Linked DNA regions of Hordeum vulgare: region 2 is linked to region 1. A link is a contact called in public Hi-C data. All regions are on one chromosome and are shown on one strand. Each heading gives the region's core, a stretch centred on a gene start, on an enhancer-like site or on the middle of the called end of the contact. The rest is flanking DNA. Distances are from core to core; before and after follow the strand shown. Region 1 holds the start of LOC123425892 (DEAD-box ATP-dependent RNA helicase 32). Region 2 has its middle 31 kb from the start of LOC123429950.

The links. Hi-C and Micro-C count contacts between places; a contact is called where the count stands out from the background.
Region 2: a contact with region 1 is called in a Hi-C map of leaf, with 5 times the contacts expected there. The contact joins the enhancer-like site here to the promoter of LOC123425892 in region 1. A contact is called at or near these places in 2 of 6 Hi-C or Micro-C datasets (both in leaf).

Annotation. Positions count from the first base shown.
Region 1 is chr2H:213,280,220-213,283,560 of MorexV3_pseudomolecules_assembly, reverse strand. LOC123425892 (DEAD-box ATP-dependent RNA helicase 32) reads right to left here and starts at 1,287. Exons shown (of 8, transcript XM_045109648.1): 1 at 786-1,287; 2 at 1-34. The coding sequence starts at 1,178.
Region 2 is chr2H:213,990,978-213,994,117 of MorexV3_pseudomolecules_assembly, reverse strand. No RefSeq gene overlaps it. Among protein-coding and RNA genes, the nearest start is that of LOC123429950, 31 kb to the left of the region's middle. Within about 2 kb of position 1,682, at least 3 of the 3 cell types and tissues checked have open chromatin away from gene starts, as enhancers often do. A contact at or near this core is called in leaf, where this site is marked.

The sequences.
Region 1 (3,341 bases), core at 38-2,537:
GACTCCATTTCTCCCGATACAGCTTCTCAATGACCTGCCAAAAAGGATTGTGATAAGATGAGCTACCCAGGGATTTCTTGGCAGCGGCACTTGACATGACCATATGATGAGCTGAACAGTCCAGATGTAAGAAACACCTGCTTCCAGAGCAGTGTTCAAGAAAGCATTTTTAAGCGACGCTTAGCGATGGCAAAGCGCTTCACTTTTGCCCTAAGCGGTAGATTAAGCGGGGTTTTTTTTTAAATTTGGCCAGAATTTGGCTGTTTTTGAACTACTTTTGCTTGTCTGCTTGCGCAATAATGGCAATATCCCATTTATCTTATTATTAGGCTCTGTTTGGGAAATATTTCCTTCATATGCTGGCAAAATTATGGCCACATGATCTCTATTAAGCTATGACGATTTGAACTGAACTGCATTTTACTTGTTATTTTGCTTGCCATGTGAACTTAATGTGTATTCGCTATGGTGTGAACTGTATTTTAGATGGCTATTCAATTACACATGTGCCATGTTTCCTATTTTCCTGTGTATATTATTCAAAATCTGTCAAGTTCTAGCCAATTTCAAAAAACGCTTAAGTGCGATTAAGCTGCGCCTAAGCGTCCATTGCTCTAAGCTGTGGCCTTCCGCTTCGCTTATGCTTTCCGCTTTTTTGAACATTGTCCAGAGCACAATTTGCAGAGCTAAAAGATAAAACTATGAAGATAATTCTCAGTGGTATACGACTATTCTTACTCTGCGTTTCCAACAAGTGGAATTTAGAGAGTAAATTAACAGCTTACTGGGATGACGAAGGCGAGGGTCTTGCCGGACCCGGTCTTGGCCGCGCCGAGGACATCGCGCCCGCATAACGCGTGGGGCAGGGCGGCCCGCTGGATCTCGCTCATCTCCTTGTACCCCTGCTGCCGCAGGGCGTCCTTGGTCTTCGTCGACAGCGGTAGCTCATCGAATCGCGTGGACGCGCCATAATCCGAGTACTCCCCGTCCGCCGCCTTAGCCACTACAACTCGTGCCCTTCCCCGTGCGTTGGCGGCGGAGGAGTCCTCAGAGGGGGGAGGCGGCTTGGTTCCCGGGAGGGGCTTGCCTGCGTCGATCCAGGTCTCAAGGAGGCGGATCTCGTCGCCGTCCTTGGCGCGGCTTTGCTTAGCCATAGCGCGGCGCTGCGGCCGGCGCATGGTTCCGGCTGGGTGGTGCTGGGTTTAGGGTTTTGCGGAAAGTGATGTGGAACGTTCTAGAAGGCTGGCGACTTTCGTCTTAGCCCGACTCCGACCGGTGTTCTTCTTGTAACCCCATAAATAGCTATTATCTCCCGAAGGGAATACGTAAATCAATCGGGAAGGCGTATTCCGTCGCGGGCCAGGCTGGGTGCGTCGTGTTCCTCGTCTTCGTGGCTCACAGAACAGGACACACGGGGATGTGGTTTTTACTTTGAAAAATATTAAAATCAACCACCTGATTACACGGCGGCTTAAGCCTCCTCCAGACGTCGACACGTGCCCCTTTCAGCCCGTCGCTTCTCCCCATCTTATCATTTTCCGATGCGTTCTCCTCCACTCGCCCCCTCTTCATCTTCTTCCTTCCTTTTCCTCTTCATATGATCTCTTCTCATCTGCCGCAAGGAAGAGGCGATGTCGGCCCACCACCGACATCGTGACCAGGGGATGCAATGGTGTTTACCGACGTTGCATACGATGAAGCACTTGCATCGTCGACGCGTGCTGCATCACAGCATTCGCCCGTCGTTGTTGTGTGCTTCGTCCAAACAACCCCGTCGACGTCGCGTTGCGATGGAGCACCGCCGCGCGTGGTGGCAGCGCTGCAGTGAAGCTTCGTTGGAGGCCATCCAGTGCTGCGATAGAGATTCGACCGGGGCTGATGACCCACAGGTGAAGGGGTCAATCGCAGTCGTTTTTAACCATAACATTAAACATAGGGATCCAAATCAGCCTCTTGCGAAGTAGTGCATAGATTGAGGTTTAAGTTTTTGTCACTCTCGGAACCCACCCTCTAATTACTATTCCACAATGCATTCCCTTATGCCCAAAATATGGTGAAATGCTATGTAGTCGACATTCATATGACATCATTAAGGGAATCACAACATTCATATCATCAAAATATCGAACGAATATCAACTTCACATGACTACTTGCAACATGATTTCTCCTGTGGCCTCAAGAACAAAAGTAACTACTCACAAGTGATAAACACGTTCATAATCAGAGAGGTATTGAGTAGCATAATCGATCTCAACGTATAATCTTCCACCAAATAAACCATAAAGCATCAACTGCAAGATATAATTAACACTACTAGACACACCCCATATACCAAACCAAGGTTCCGGTACAAGATTGATTACAAGAGATGAACTAGAGTTTTGATAGAAGATGGTGCTGGTGAAGATGTTGATGGAGATTGGCCTCCCCAAGATGAGAGGGTTGTTGGTAATGACGATGGCCTCGATTTCCCCCTCCGGAGGAGGGGGTTCCTCTGGTGGAATCGCTTCGCCGGAGGGCAAAAGGGCTCCTGCCCAGGTTTCGCCTCGAGACGACGACGCTTCGTCCCGAAAGTCCTATCCTTATTTGTTTTAGGTCGAAGGGGAATATATACCTGAAGATGGGCGTCGGAGGTGGGCCATGTGGCCCACTAGACATGAGGTCGCGCTAGGGGTGCTTGAGCGCCCTGGTGTCTAGTGGCTGCCTGGTGGGCCCCCTCCGGCACTTCTTTGTTCCAATATTTTTTATTTTTTTATATAATAAATCTTCGTAGATTTTCAGATCAATTGGAGATGTGCAGAATATGTATCTGTGATGTAGGTTTTTCACATCCAAAATTCCATCTGTCGGTATTCTCCCACTTGATGTAAACCTTGCATATTATGACTAAAAAGGCATTAAAATTACTCCACGAAGTGGTAAAATGCATAAAAACACTATAAATAACAGTAACAAAACATGATGCAAAATGGGCGTATCAACTCCCCCAAGCTTAGACCTCGCTTGTCCTCAAGTGAAAGCCGATAGCGAAAATCATGACCACATGCTTTGAGAGTGAGGTGTCGATAAAAACAAAATACAAACATAGCAGCATCATGCTTGTTATTATAACAGCAAATAAAACTTTATAAAATACTTCATCATCACATTTTCATCATATAACTTTTATCATAAAGGCTTCTTATAAACAAGTAGCAATTCATCAGAACATCGAAGTATGAAGCATAAACTCTATTGAAAACCATCTCGGTCAACTTTGCAACACAATCCATCATATTTTCAGGAAGGGTCACATGTTGGAGCTTTGAAGCAAGTCTACATACTCAACCATCATTTAGT
Region 2 (3,140 bases), core at 433-2,932, 710 kb before region 1:
GAGATTTTAGAAAATGTTTCTTTTTTCATAAATTGGTCACAATTTTCAAAAAAAATCTAGTTTCCACATATTTATAAAAAATATTACTGTTATATGAAAAATGCCTCTTTTTAAAAATTTGTTCAAAAATTGAAAACTTGTTCCAATTGGTTCGCCGATTCTAAAAATGTTCGTGATTAGAAAATGTTTGGGAATTATTTTTGATCTTATTTTTCTAAAAAATGGTTGCCTTTTCAAAAAGTGTAAGTGAGTTCAAAAAATGTCCGTTTTTCAAAAAGTGTATATAAGATTAAAAAATGATCCCGCTTCAAATATTGTTTACAAATTTCAAAAAATGTTCTTTTTTCATAAATTGGTCGATATTTTAAGAAATGTTCTTGTTTTCACACTTTTATAAAAAAAGTTCCTGTTTAACATAAAATGTTTCTCTTTTTAGGATTTTGTTTAACAATTGAAAAGTTGTTCAAATTTGGTTCACCTATTATAAAAATGTTCAGTAATTTAAAAAACTGTTCTTTATATATTTAAATATATTTAGCTGTTCAAAAAATGTAAGTAAGTTGAAAAAATGTTCATGTTTCAAAAAGTGTACATAGGTTGAAAAAATGTTCCCGCTTCAAAAGTTGTATACAAAATTTATAAAATGTTTCTTTTTCAGAAATTTGTCACAATTTTCAAAAAATGCTCTTGTTTTCACATTTTTATAAAAAATGTTACTGTTATAAGAAAAATGTCTCTTTTCTAAAATTTGTTCACAAATTGAGAACTTGTTCCAATTTTTTTCACAAATTCTAAAAATGTTCAAGATTTTAAAATGTCTGAGAACTTTTAAAACTGTTCTACTTGTTCTAAATAATATTTTCCTTTTCAAAAAGTGTACGTCAGTTCAAAAAATGTCCGTGTTTCGAAAAGTGTACATAAGTTCAAAACAAACCCCCCTTCAAAACTTGTTTACATAATTCAAAAAAGTCTTTTTCATAAATTAGGCGAATTTTAAAAAAAAATGTTCTTTTTTTCACACTTTTATAAAAAATGTTCTTGTTTTACACAAAATGTTTCTCTTTTTCAAAATTTTGGTTATCAATTCTAAAAATTGAAAAGTTGTTCATGATTTAAAAAAGTTCAGGAATTTTATAAAATGTTCTCCATTTTCTAAAATATGTTTAACGTTTAAATCAAATGTACGTAAGTTCAAAAAAGTTCATGTTTCAAAAAGTATACATAAGTTTTATAAATGTTCCCGCTTCAAAAATTGTTTGTAAATATTTAAAAATGCATTTCTAAAAAAAGTCCTATGATTTAAGTTGCTCCTGTTTTCAAACTTGTTGTGTTTTAAGATTTTTGGAAATTCTTCAGAAATTCAAAAACAATTCCATTTATAATTTTTATGTGTAAATACAACAGATTTTTGGAATTTCTTCGAAAAGTTCATGTTTCAGAAAGTAAGAAAATTAAAACATAAAACCTTTTAGGAAAAAGAGGAACTGAAACACAAAAGAAAATAAAAAATAAGCCAAAAAAGATAAATGGAAAATAAATAAATAAAAAGCGGAGAAAAACGAGCTGGTTACCTGGGCCAGCCAGTCGCCTTGCTGGGGCCGGCGGCCCAGTTGCTTGCTTGTGCTAGGGAACCCTATTGGAAGCAGAATGCGTCCAATAGGAGGTCCCTCACGCGCATTCAGCGGCCTGAGGTGGCACGTAGTTGGGCCCAGCCTATGTGCTGGTCAGGGAACGGGCCATGGACATGAGGTTCCTAACATCCATGAACTGACTTGGCACTTGGCATCGGAAGCTCCTATACGGCGCTGCAGGCGCCGGTTCACGCTTCTGGCGCCTGCAGCGCCCCCGCTGGGCCGGCGCACGAAACATCTCTTGGCGCTCTGCTGTAGGTCCTTAAAAAATTTCATGATTTTTTAAAAACGTGAATTTTAAAACATACTCCCTCCGTTCCTAAATATAAGTCTTTCTAGAGATTTTATTAAAGAACTACATACGAATGTACGTAGACATACTTTAGAATATATATTCACTCATTTTGCTTTGCATGTAGTCACCTAGTGAAATCTCTTAAAAGACTTATATTTAGGAATGGAGGGAGTACATTAAAATTTCTTCGAATTAAAAATCATCTAATCTGATTTTCCAAAAGGATAATCATTATGCAAAAAATAAATGATTTTTACAATATGTTCATGAATTTTATAAAATTTTACATAATTAGATAAAAAATCATCGATTGTGAAAAGAAAAGTTCATCAACTTTTAAAAATAGTTTATTGATTTTTAAAAAAGTTCACAAATTTTAAAATATGTTCACCGATTTTCAAAAAAAGTTCACAGATTTCAAAAAAAGTTAATAAATTTCTAAAAATAGTTCATTGATTTTGAAATGTTCACGAATTTTAAAATATGTTCACTTATTTTGAAAAAAAGTTAATCAATTTCAAAAAAAGTTCATCGATTTTGGAAAAAGTTCACGAATTTTAAATTATGTCCATGATTTTTCAAAAATGTTCACCAAATTCGAAAAAGAGTTCATCAATTTGGAAACAAGTTCACAAATTAAAAAAGATTTCATCAAAGTTCCAAAATAATCAATTTAAAATAAAATACACATATTTCAAAAAGAAATCAACGAACCAGGATGAAAAGGAAAAGAGGAAAATGACTAAGAAAACATAAAATGGGAAAGTAGAGAATAAAGGAAATAAAAAGTTCACTTCTATCACATTGCTTTGGGGTGGCGGAGTGGTTACAACACTAAAATTTCTGTGAGAGGTCGCCGGTTCGAATCTCACCGTCGTTCAAATTTACAGGAAAAAACACTTAGATGGGCCGGCCCATCGCCGAAGCGCTGCACGCACCGGTTAGCACAAATTGCCTATAACCCATGCATGTGGTGCTAAATAGGATTTGCCCTTGGCATCGCTGGTTCAACTCATCTTTTCATTTTCGTAAAGATGTTATGTGATCAAACAATCAGGAAAGTTGACATGCTCATGCGCTAATGCATACACAATCGCTGACATAATTGCACGCGTATGATTATATTATTGATTTTTTTACGGGCAAACGTATGATTATCTTGTTGACGCGGCTTAGAGCATCATTAGTAGTGCCCTTAAATTCTTAAAACCTGA